2 separate regions of the Rattus norvegicus genome follow, and region 1 is linked to region 2. The links are chromatin contacts, called in public Hi-C maps. All regions are on one chromosome and are shown on one strand. The core of a region is the stretch at or near the end of the contact, and the rest is flanking DNA. Distances in the headings are between cores, read along the strand shown. Region 1 overlaps Chchd6 (coiled-coil-helix-coiled-coil-helix domain containing 6). Region 2 has its middle 35 kb from the start of Tpra1.

What was found. Hi-C and Micro-C count contacts between places; a contact is called where the count stands out from the background.
Region 1: a contact with region 2 is called in a Hi-C map of Schwann cells, with 10 times the contacts expected there. The contact joins two enhancer-like sites. A contact is called at or near these places in 6 of 12 Hi-C or Micro-C datasets (the A7r5 cell line, Schwann cells, frontal cortex and 3 more).

Annotation. Positions count from the first base shown.
Region 1 is chr4:123,439,896-123,444,759 of GRCr8, forward strand. All of the region lies in intron 5 of Chchd6 (coiled-coil-helix-coiled-coil-helix domain containing 6), which reads right to left. Among named protein-coding and RNA genes, the nearest start is that of Plxna1, 100 kb to the left of the region's middle. Within about 2 kb of position 2,151, at least 6 of the 93 cell types and tissues checked have an H3K27ac peak or open chromatin away from gene starts, as enhancers often do. A contact at or near this core is called in Schwann cells, where this site is marked.
Region 2 is chr4:122,953,598-122,958,652 of GRCr8, forward strand. No RefSeq gene overlaps it. Among named protein-coding and RNA genes, the nearest start is that of Tpra1, 35 kb to the left of the region's middle. Within about 2 kb of position 2,009, at least 2 of the 93 cell types and tissues checked have an H3K27ac peak or open chromatin away from gene starts, as enhancers often do. A contact at or near this core is called in Schwann cells, where this site is marked.

The sequences.
Region 1 (4,864 bases), core at 901-3,400, 490 kb after region 2:
TAGTAGACAGAGACGTGGAAATAAGAGTCCCTGCTTTGTGAGGACAATAGCAGTTAAACTGTTCTGTTCTGTTATCCCTAGCTAGGATCACCAATGGTGGCTTCAGCTGATGCAAGGATACAAGGCAATGGGCTCCATGCAATGTCTTCATTATGTAACCTGTAACCATATCTAATAATGCTGTCCTTGTGAAAATGCAGACTCCCAACCTTCAAGGTCTTGTGTGACGTGGTGAAGTCCGCAAAGCTGTCAGTGGTGTTGAAAACCCAGCACTTGATACTATGCCATGTGCTTCTTAAGGCAAGCAGGTGCAGGGCTATTTTCTCACATTCGGAGAGAGGACACATGGCACAGGTCCCCAGTCCACTGCATCATCTGTCTCTTTGGTGCTCAGGCATTTCTAAACAATGTACTAATCCATTCCCACTCACAGCTTCTGAGAATACATAAATGTGAGGTGCTGTGATCAAAACAAGGCACCAGTGGAACAGGAGGCAGGCAACTGCTCTAGCTCCCAGTCTGGTACTGAGGTAAAAGACTTCTGGCTTCAAATTTTTTTCAGATGTCTCCTTTGCTCAGTGGGTAACACATGTTCTCACTTGCTCTGGAGGCAGTTCCTGTCCTTGGGGCTGATGTCCCCATTTGCCACTGTTTTAATTTCAGATCACTATGCTGTATCCCCACCACTCTGGCCTCTCTCAAGGCTTCTCTCTGGGAGTCCTTGTCACTTGTTTCATCTCTACAAAAGTGCCCTGCTCTGCATCTCGGTGGCATCTCTGGGCTGTGACACAGGATAGGCCTCCTGTACTCAGCAGAGGTGTCTAATGGACATGCCTGTGCAGCTGTTCTTGCAGCAGCAGCTTTCCCACCATGTGGCCTGAAATCTTCACTCCTAGAGAACCTGTGGCCATTTGTTGGCATGCCTGCCTCTGACTCGGGACTAGCTTCTGCCAGATCCCTCTCCAAAAGGTGACGGGAGGGCTCCTTTCTGATATACTGGTTTTCTACTCCTAACTACCAATATATTTTTTCAAAGGTTTGTTGGTTTGTTTATTATAAGCAAACTGTAGCTGTCTTCAGACACAGCAGAAGAGAGCATCAGATCTCACTTAAGATGGTTGTGAGCAACTATGTGGTTGCTGGAATTTGAACTCAGGAATTCTGAAAGAGCAGTCAGTGCTCTTCACCACTGAGCTATCTCTCCAGCCCAGGCCTTTCCTCCTCACATGCCTACCTCACCCCTATAAAGCCCAGTGTTAGCTTGTCTTCAGAGGGGAACTGACAAGGCTCCCTGGGTGTGGCTCACAAGTCCTGCTACACAGGCTTTCTTGGGTCTATGCTCTCTGCCCCCACGGCATCCGGCCTGCTTCCCACATTCTCTTCCAAGCTGATATAGAGAGGCAGCATGGTGTGGTAGAAGGAGCAGACTCCATCTATCAGCTGCACGGCTTCTGGCAGCTTGCTCAGCCTGTTTCTGAGTTCTTTCATTTGTAGAACACATGTAATATAATCTAGCTTGCAGGGCTGAAGCCAGGATCAGTGATAACTTATGAAAGGGGCCTGGCACATGGTGCAGGTTCACAAAATCAGACTGACTATTGTCTTGTGGGACCCACTCCTCTTGCTTAACACTTCTCACTGGTCATTCTGCCTCATACCCACATGTCTAGAATTAGGCTCATCACTGCCCCAAAAGCAGCAGCTCACATAACTTTCTTTCCCTAAATGGTACCATTATTCTCCAGGGCTTTCAAGCTCAAATCTCTCTCCAGCTTTCAGGCCGTGCAGACTTTAAAACTATCGAAGGCCACATTTTCAGTGAGGTCCCCCAAGATCAGATGCTAATATGTCTATTCAGCATATTACCATGGCCTGTGTGTGGAACACCTCTGCTGAGGAGGCTGGGCCTCCACCTTTTAGGCTGCCATGGCCATCTTGGTCATTCTCCAAACACTACTTCTACTAAACAGTCTTCTTGGCAAAGCTCTCTTCTTCCCCTCCAGAAACCCGAATGCATTTGTTTCCTGTTTATGTGCACATACTTCCCTCTCTTTACTCTGGAAAATATTTACTAAGCCCCTATTATATGCCCAGCACTGCATTCCTGGCCCTAATGATGAATCACCCTTTCTGAATGACACTAATCAGGACTGTGCTCAACAGCTTTTACAGAAAGAAGGGGGAAGCCATAGACACTAGCATGGATTAGTCAACATGGTATGTGTTGTGTGCGCTACAATCTGTGGGAGGGCCCCAGGTCCCAGGAGAAGGGACAAAGCAGCAGAAGGTATCAGGATTCCATGATTGTGGTCTGAGGTTTTCCTGAGCACATGGTTTCTTCTGGAGAATCTGCTGTACCACTAGGTATGTCCACACCTGGTTGTAACAGACCTGGACCTTAGTTTTTCTGAGGTGGCTTTGTCAATGTACTCCCACGGGATTGTCACTAGCAAATGAAAACATTATGAATACACTGATCGACACCCCAAGAAACAAGGATACCCGTGCCTAGGTCAGGTAGGCTTTGTGTGTTAGTAAGAAGGCTAATTAGGACTGTTTGAATCTGCTTACAGCCCTTCTTTATCAGAGGAAAAGGAGGAAGAAAGAGTTCACCGCTCAGGAACAGGGAAGCAGGATGTGTACAGATGTCTGTGCTGGGAACAAGTCAAAGTCCAGGAAGAATACAAACATTTCTAAGTTTTGTGTTTTCTCCAAAATTCAGTCTTGGAGGCTAGTTTACAGGCTTTTTCCTCCATGCAGCTGAAAAGTTTGGGAAAGTAAGATGAGGTTTTACAGAACTGGGAGGTCTTTGTGGCCCAGAAGTTAGAGCATGGGCATCAGTTCTCTCTATTCCAAAGGACTCCACAAGGTGGAGCCACACTTTGCTTATGCCTTACCACCTCCCCACCACACCAGACAACCTGTGGCCCTCCCCAAGCCTCACCACCTCCCCTTCACACCAGATGACCTGTGGCCTCATCACCTCTCTTCTACACCTGAGGCTTCCATGAAACAACAAACTTGAATCGATGTGAAATTAATGAATGGCTATGTACTTAAAATTAAAAAGAGGGACAGGGTGAAAACAACATTAAAGAGAACTTATTACTTATGTCAGTATGCATTCTGATATTTGCTTTGCACAAATAATCACTCACGATAAAATAATGGGCAGATTAGCACCTCACTTCAAGGATAAGAAAATTGAGATCAGAGGCTATAAATGCCATACTCAGCACAAAGTTGTTCCATTACCAAGGCAGAACTAGAGGATGTCTACAGGACCTTAAAGCATACTTGTCCCCTCTTTCAATTCAATGGGTGACCATGGTTAGTTACAGCCAATTGGGCTTTTGCCAGCAAAAGTGGTCAGGTCTGTGGGCTTCTCAGGCATTTCACAGGAGTCTCTGGCAGAAGCAAATGCACTGGTTGAAGAGACACAAGTCACCCTAGCTGATTCCAGGCACCGTGTGGGGATCCTGCCCCAGTTCTTTCATCTCCTAGAAGAATTCACAAAAATGACAGCTGAGTGCATTTCAGCTGGAGCGCAAGCAAGATGGTAAGAGGTCCTCTAAGCATGACTCTGAGGATGCTGAGGGTTTCACCTTCTTGGTGCATGTATCTAACACACAATAAAAATTCTCTTGGTGTATGAGAAATGCTAGTATGAACTAGTCCCAGCCCCCTGCACAATGCCTTGCTTGTGGGACTCCTGGTAGGCATTCATAAAAAGCCTTATGAAGGCCAGAGAGGAGGAGCCTCCATCCCAGAGAGCAGGAGATGGGGACAGATCATCTTCAGTACTGAAACTCACCTCAGCATACCTAGGTTCAAATTCACAGCATACATGTACATACCCATGTCCATGTACTAATCCAAAACTGAAGCACTCACTATGACACCATACAGGATCCCGAGTGGCTACAGGGCAAAACTAGCACCTTGTCCAGGGAAACACTTCCACTGCCTACATCAGTCTTCATTCCCTCCTCACAGACAACACAGATGACTCCATCTTAAAGATGAAGAAAGGGAGACATAGGGAGAAATGGTAACTGCAGAGCAACAGAGACAACCTAGCTTCAGATTCTGACACCCAGGCTCGTCAGCTCAGCTGGATAGATGATTGTCCCCTGTGACTAGGATGCCTACAGTTCTCCCTTAGGTGCATGAGAACATTCCTTTGGTCCATGTACTTAGCAGTTCACTGTTATCCCTGGCAAAATTCAACGCTTTACACTTAGACCTTTCCATGTGGTACAGAGTGTGATTATTTGTAAAGTTTGCTAAATACGACAGCCTCTACTTCCACACTAAAAGGTCATCATGGCAGGACAAAAACAGCAGTATAAAAGCACCACAAAGTCTCCTTTTCCTAGACCATGAGCCTGGACCATACAAGCTTTCTTTTCCTGCCTGTTATAGTGACCAGGGGAGGCCCACAAGGAACTCCAGGACTGGTCCCAAGGATGTCAGGTGGCAGAATTCCAGAATGAGGCCTTCTCCTCCTGGGCAAGAGTCTACTCTCCATGTCATGGAACCAGATAGGGTTCCACTGTCCACATCTTCTCCACTTCCTCTTAGATCAGGCTCTGCTCTCAGTGTCTATACTCAAAGAAACAAAAAAGGGAAAGAAAGGAAAGAGAGAAAGAAACAGGAAGGAGGTGTTGAGCAAGGGGTGAGGAAGGACAGAGAAGGGAGGAACACGATGGTTGGGAGGTCTGGGAGCTGCAAATGGCAAGGTCTAAGAGTGTTCAGAAACAGAAGTCAAATGGAAGAAAAGCAGCAGCTATAAAGAGATTGTCAGAGGCTGTATTTTCCTCTTCTCAACCATTACCAGAATAAACTTATCCATGGAAAGGAT
Region 2 (5,055 bases), core at 759-3,258:
CTGGCCTTTAGATTCAACATCCAAAACATACTCAGAATCAAATCGCCCATACTCCAGACTTTCTACCTGTGGTTGTCACCTCAAACACAGGCCACAGCATCACTTCCTCTTGGGTCGCCACTCCCCTCCCACTATGTTCCACCTGGTCGACTTCCTCTTAGCTCCTTAGGACAAACAACAGTTTATCTTTTCTTACAAGGCCTGCATGGCTGGCCCCACAGCCATCCCAACCTCTGCATTCTGCTGGGGTCTCCAGCTTCCCACCCATGCTGGCTGGAATAAGTTGCCAGTTGCTCTCAAGTCCTAAATCGAACCCATGTCCCAGGTGCCTGTGGGTCAGTGTCCCTGGCCCCTATCATTCAAGTCTACATAAATGACAGCTCCTTAGAGAAGCTGGTCTTCTGAGAAGGAAATAAACAGAGTCATAAAGAAAAGGGGGAGAGAGACAGATTGCAGAACTGGCCCCCAGGCATGCAGAGGTCAAGCACCTTAGAGCTGGCTGGGCAGCTGGAGAGAGGTGCCTTGCCATTCAAATCTGAGAGCATCCTGAAGTCTTCCTTCCTGCAGGAGAGGTCAGTCTCTCTTCTGGCCTTGGTGGATCAAGTGAGACTGACTGCAGTAGATGGTGATCTGATGTCCTCAAAGTCCATTGATTCCTCAAAGTCCATTGACTTAAATATGAACCTTGTCCAGAAAACACCCTTGTAGGAACATCTAGGACTGACTTTTGACCTCAGTTTAAGCTGGCTAACTTGACTCTGAGTTAACCACCACGGAAGTCGTAATTACATAGCACCTATGAGAGTTTCTCAGGAGCCCAGGATCAGATAAGTAGGGCCAGCACTCCAGCTATAGAGAGCTGCCTGGATGAGACACACCTCTCCTACAAGGGACAGCTCTGCAGGGGAATCCAGCTCCCAAGCTGTGATTGGTCAGCTGGGGCTGGAGGGCAGCTGATCAGGGTGCACTGTCTCATTCCAGTCCTGTCTCCTTCCTGCTTCCACCACCCCATGAACGCCCCCCTCTTCCAGCCTGCTATGGGACCCAGCCACTTCTAGTGTCCCTTTATGCCTGGCCACAATCTGCTAGTTTAGTGGACTCTGCACTATGAGTCTCTTGGGATGTGAACTCCGCAGGGATAGGGCTGTATTCTTGCCTGGACACGAGGGGAGGGTGAGCAAACTGGCAGGTGTTTGCTCATCTCTGAGACATTTCAGGGAAGCTGGGCCTTCAGTGGAATGATCGGGGTCTCAGGACTAGAGTTCCCAGGTCTGGGCTCAGGGAAAAAGAGGGGCCCAGGGGATGTCAGAGTGGAATGTCAAATCAGAGCAGGATATTAGCCAAATTGGTGAAGGCTGGGGGTATATAGAGGAGTGGGATGAAGGCCTGAGGCAGAGGGAGTTACCTCCCCATTCCCTGTGGATGACATAAGCTGCATCTGAGGTCAGAACCTCAAGAAGATGGTTTGCTCCAAAAGATGTGGCAGATGAGAAACAGAGTCTCTCCTGTGGCTTACTGCACCGCATGAAGTGTCAGGTGGGGAACTGAGGCCAGGAGACCAAGTTGTGGGCTGGATTAATACTGCAATGGTGGTAGCCACAGGGGAGATCCAGGGTCAGAAGGAAGGAGGGTCTTCATGTGAATCTGGGTATAGACACAGGGCCAGGAGAACTCTGCAGAAAGAGGCATTTCCTAAAATGGGCCAGAACTTGTTCCAACTCCCAGGATCCATTGCAATGGCCTCCTGTGTCTGTCAAGGGTTGACTTCAGATTTGGATCTGGGCCAACCTTCCTGATTTCCACAAGTTGGACAGAATGCTGCTCAGAGGCGAGGGTCAGATTTTGCCTTCTTTGTGACATCCCTGTGGAAACCTACAGTGGCAAGCTCTAACTCCAGGCCCTGCAAGAAGGTCACGTGTAGCCAGCCACACAACCTGTATCCCAGCCCAGCCCTCAGTGATGCTTGGGACAAAGAAGCTCTAGGTGACTCATCCCTAGTGGCTGCAGTCACCACCAGCTCTCCTACCCCTCTCCCCCAGTTTCAGACCGGTGGAGGCGAGCCACCCTGCTGGGCTCTGTGTGAGGTGCTGTCCCTCAGAACTGAGCTGGGAGGAAACTGTTTAATGCTGGGACATCGGGAGTGGCTCACAGCAGCAGTAACTGTAGTAGAGCCCCTCTCCTGCTGGTCCCCACCTGACCTGGGCCACTGACACTGTTAGCTTGCAGCCAGACCCAGCAGGGAGCTGGTGGACTGGGAGCTCAGGACCAGAGTACCACTTAACCTATCTCTGCCAGAAACTTAGAAGAGCCTGTGCCGTGAGGAAAGGGACTCGGGCTTGGGCTGCATCCAGCCAGTGTCCCCACCTCCCCCAGTCTGTCTCCTTCATTCATTAAACAGGAAGCAGGAGGCTCAGAACGTGCTGATGACTCAAGCACAGAGACACAATGGCAAGCTAGGCCCCTGGCTCCCACCCCTGCTGTGTTAGCTCGAGTGGGAGTGTGTGCACAGCTCTCGGAGCCAACCTCCTGAGGAGGTGGATCTGTGCCCCAGGACAGTCCTTCTGAGGCCTAGCTTTTGCTCTCCAGGGGATAGATGCTCTCAGCCAACTGTCTCCTCCTCTCATAGGGCTCACGGATGCTCATCTGTCTCCTTCCTCTCCTATCCCCGTGGACATCCCCATTCCTGCTCAGCTGCCCTGGCTTGCCTCCTGCCCCGGCCATGGGCACTGCGGGGACCTCAGAGTCTTACGCTGACTACACCAGGCTTTTCAGCCTCTGTGGTCCAGGCCATCCAGACAGGTCTCTGCCTTGTCTCTTGACCCAAGTTTGCTTTAGATTAGTCAGAAGTCAAACTCAACTTGACTGACAGCTGGCAGATACAACCTCAACATAAATTAAGGTCTGCAATGTTCTGGAGTCTAGAACCAAGCCATAGCATCCCTGTCCACTGGTGTTAAGATGCCCTGTTTTCCCACCCTTGCTCTGTTCTCCAGAGAATAAGCCAGGGTCCTTCATCGCCTGTGCCGAGACGCAGTCAGATGAGGCTCTGAGGTCCTCCTTGGTGTCTGTGGGTGGGGCGAGGAGCAAGCTGGGGTAGCTCAGCAGGAATGGTGATGTCCAGGTCTCTGCTGATCTGCCAGGCACTGTTCTTCAGTCTTTCCTTACCCATCACACCTCTGACTTTGAAAGAGGGCTGCCGGATTCTTCAGGGAAGTCCCTGAGTTTGGTGACTTGGTGGTGGTGTCTTGCTTCTGCACCGGAGTTGTGGGCTTTGAGAAACCACTGGGCTGAAGTAGGCTCCTCTTGTGTCCTCTCAGGCATTCATGACACCGTCATTACTCCCCCATCACATAGCAATGTCTATTTATCTACTGTGGACATCCACTAGGGGGAGCTAGGGGAGGGTTTTTTAGGAATTCAACTTCCTGTGTGTGTGTGTGTGTGTGTGTGTGTGTGTGTAAGAGAGAGAACGATTCTTCAGTAATAAGCCTACAACTATTTTGAAAATAGTTTAAAAGCCCAAGATGTTTAACAATTTTTACTGCACTCTCGTCTTCGCTGTAATACAAACTCACTATAATGGTTTGACCTTCCAGAGACCTGCAGTTGCAGCAGCCCTGGGGAAGAAGTGTGCCCAGGGTTTACTTGGACACCAGCCTGCATGCCTCTCACTATTTTGTTTGTCCCACATAGGATATAAAGCAAAGCTGTCCCCTGAGGGAGGGGAGGATCTCCGGGTCCCAGGGACCAAGGAAGCACAGGGCTGATGCAGAATCCCAAGTCTTTCACTAAGCATTTGTCTCCCTTATCTTCAACCCTGTTTCCTGAGCAGGACAACTCTTAAGCCACTTGCTCATTTTGTTAGGGTTAGTTTAATTAAATCCAGAGATGATAATCCACAAATCCACTTATGGGCCACGTGAAGGAGGGTGAGCCTGCGAGAGGCCAGCTTGATTCTGTCACGTGTCCCTGTGAAGGGACAGGGCTTCCTGATGAGGGGGTTTGACTTTTGTATGCTCTCGTGTGCCCGTTTGTTTTTCTTTGGGGGAGACACACAATGGGAGTCCTAATATTTTGTTCTCACGCCCTGTGGTAGGTGTAACATTTCTAGCGCATTCTTGTGGTGCACTAGTCATGGCTGGACCTGCATGGAGAGTTGAGAGTCTTGAGCCACCGTGTGCTGTCACACCTGACCAGGTGAAGGTGTCTTGCATATGCTGGGTACTGGTTTGCCTTGGAAGCCTGGTCTGATTACCCAACTATGTCAGTCCCTAACTGGTCCATGGCTCCCACTGTTAGCATTCTGTCTAAGCTCCACTCCCACAGTTACCTGGCAACAGCCAGCCATGCCTGACACTATAAAAGGGGCTGCTTGCCCCCTCCTCACCCTCTTGCTCTCTTGCCCTTGCTCTCTTGCTCTTACCCTCTTTCCCCTTGTCCCTTCTCTCCCCATTCCCCTCCCCCCTTCTCTCCACGTGCTCATGGCCGGCCTCTACTCCTCTACTCTTCTATTTCTCTACTACTCTTTCTCTTTCTCTGCCCTACTACCCTCTTAACCCCACTCCCCATGTCCTGAATAAACTCTATTCTGTACTATACCGTCCTGTGGCTGGTCCCTCAGCGGGAAGGGATGTCTCAGCATGGGCCCGCTGAGGCACCCCCTTCCCCCAGACCCCCAGAGAACATATCCCCCTTCTCTTTATCCTTTAATAACACAACACCCACCCTCCCCATGTTCCTACAGAACACTAACCACAGTTTATGTCAAAGGGCAGGAGCTGCAGCCTCAGAGAGAGAGAATGGGTCTTAGCTTTATGGTGCCCAGCATGGTGTGTCAGCAGACACCAGTATGCTCACTTAAGGAGAGGACCAAAGTTTGGGTTTATTCCTGGAATGGAAGACACCCCACCATGCTTAGCGTATTGCACATCTAGGTTGTGTCTTCTGCATCCAGGTTTCCCTTCTAGACCTGCCTCCCTGAGAATTCATGGCACTCCCTGGTTACCAGCCTTCGCGGGCACTGAGTTCCCTGCTGGCCATCGTGTCCCTGTGCAG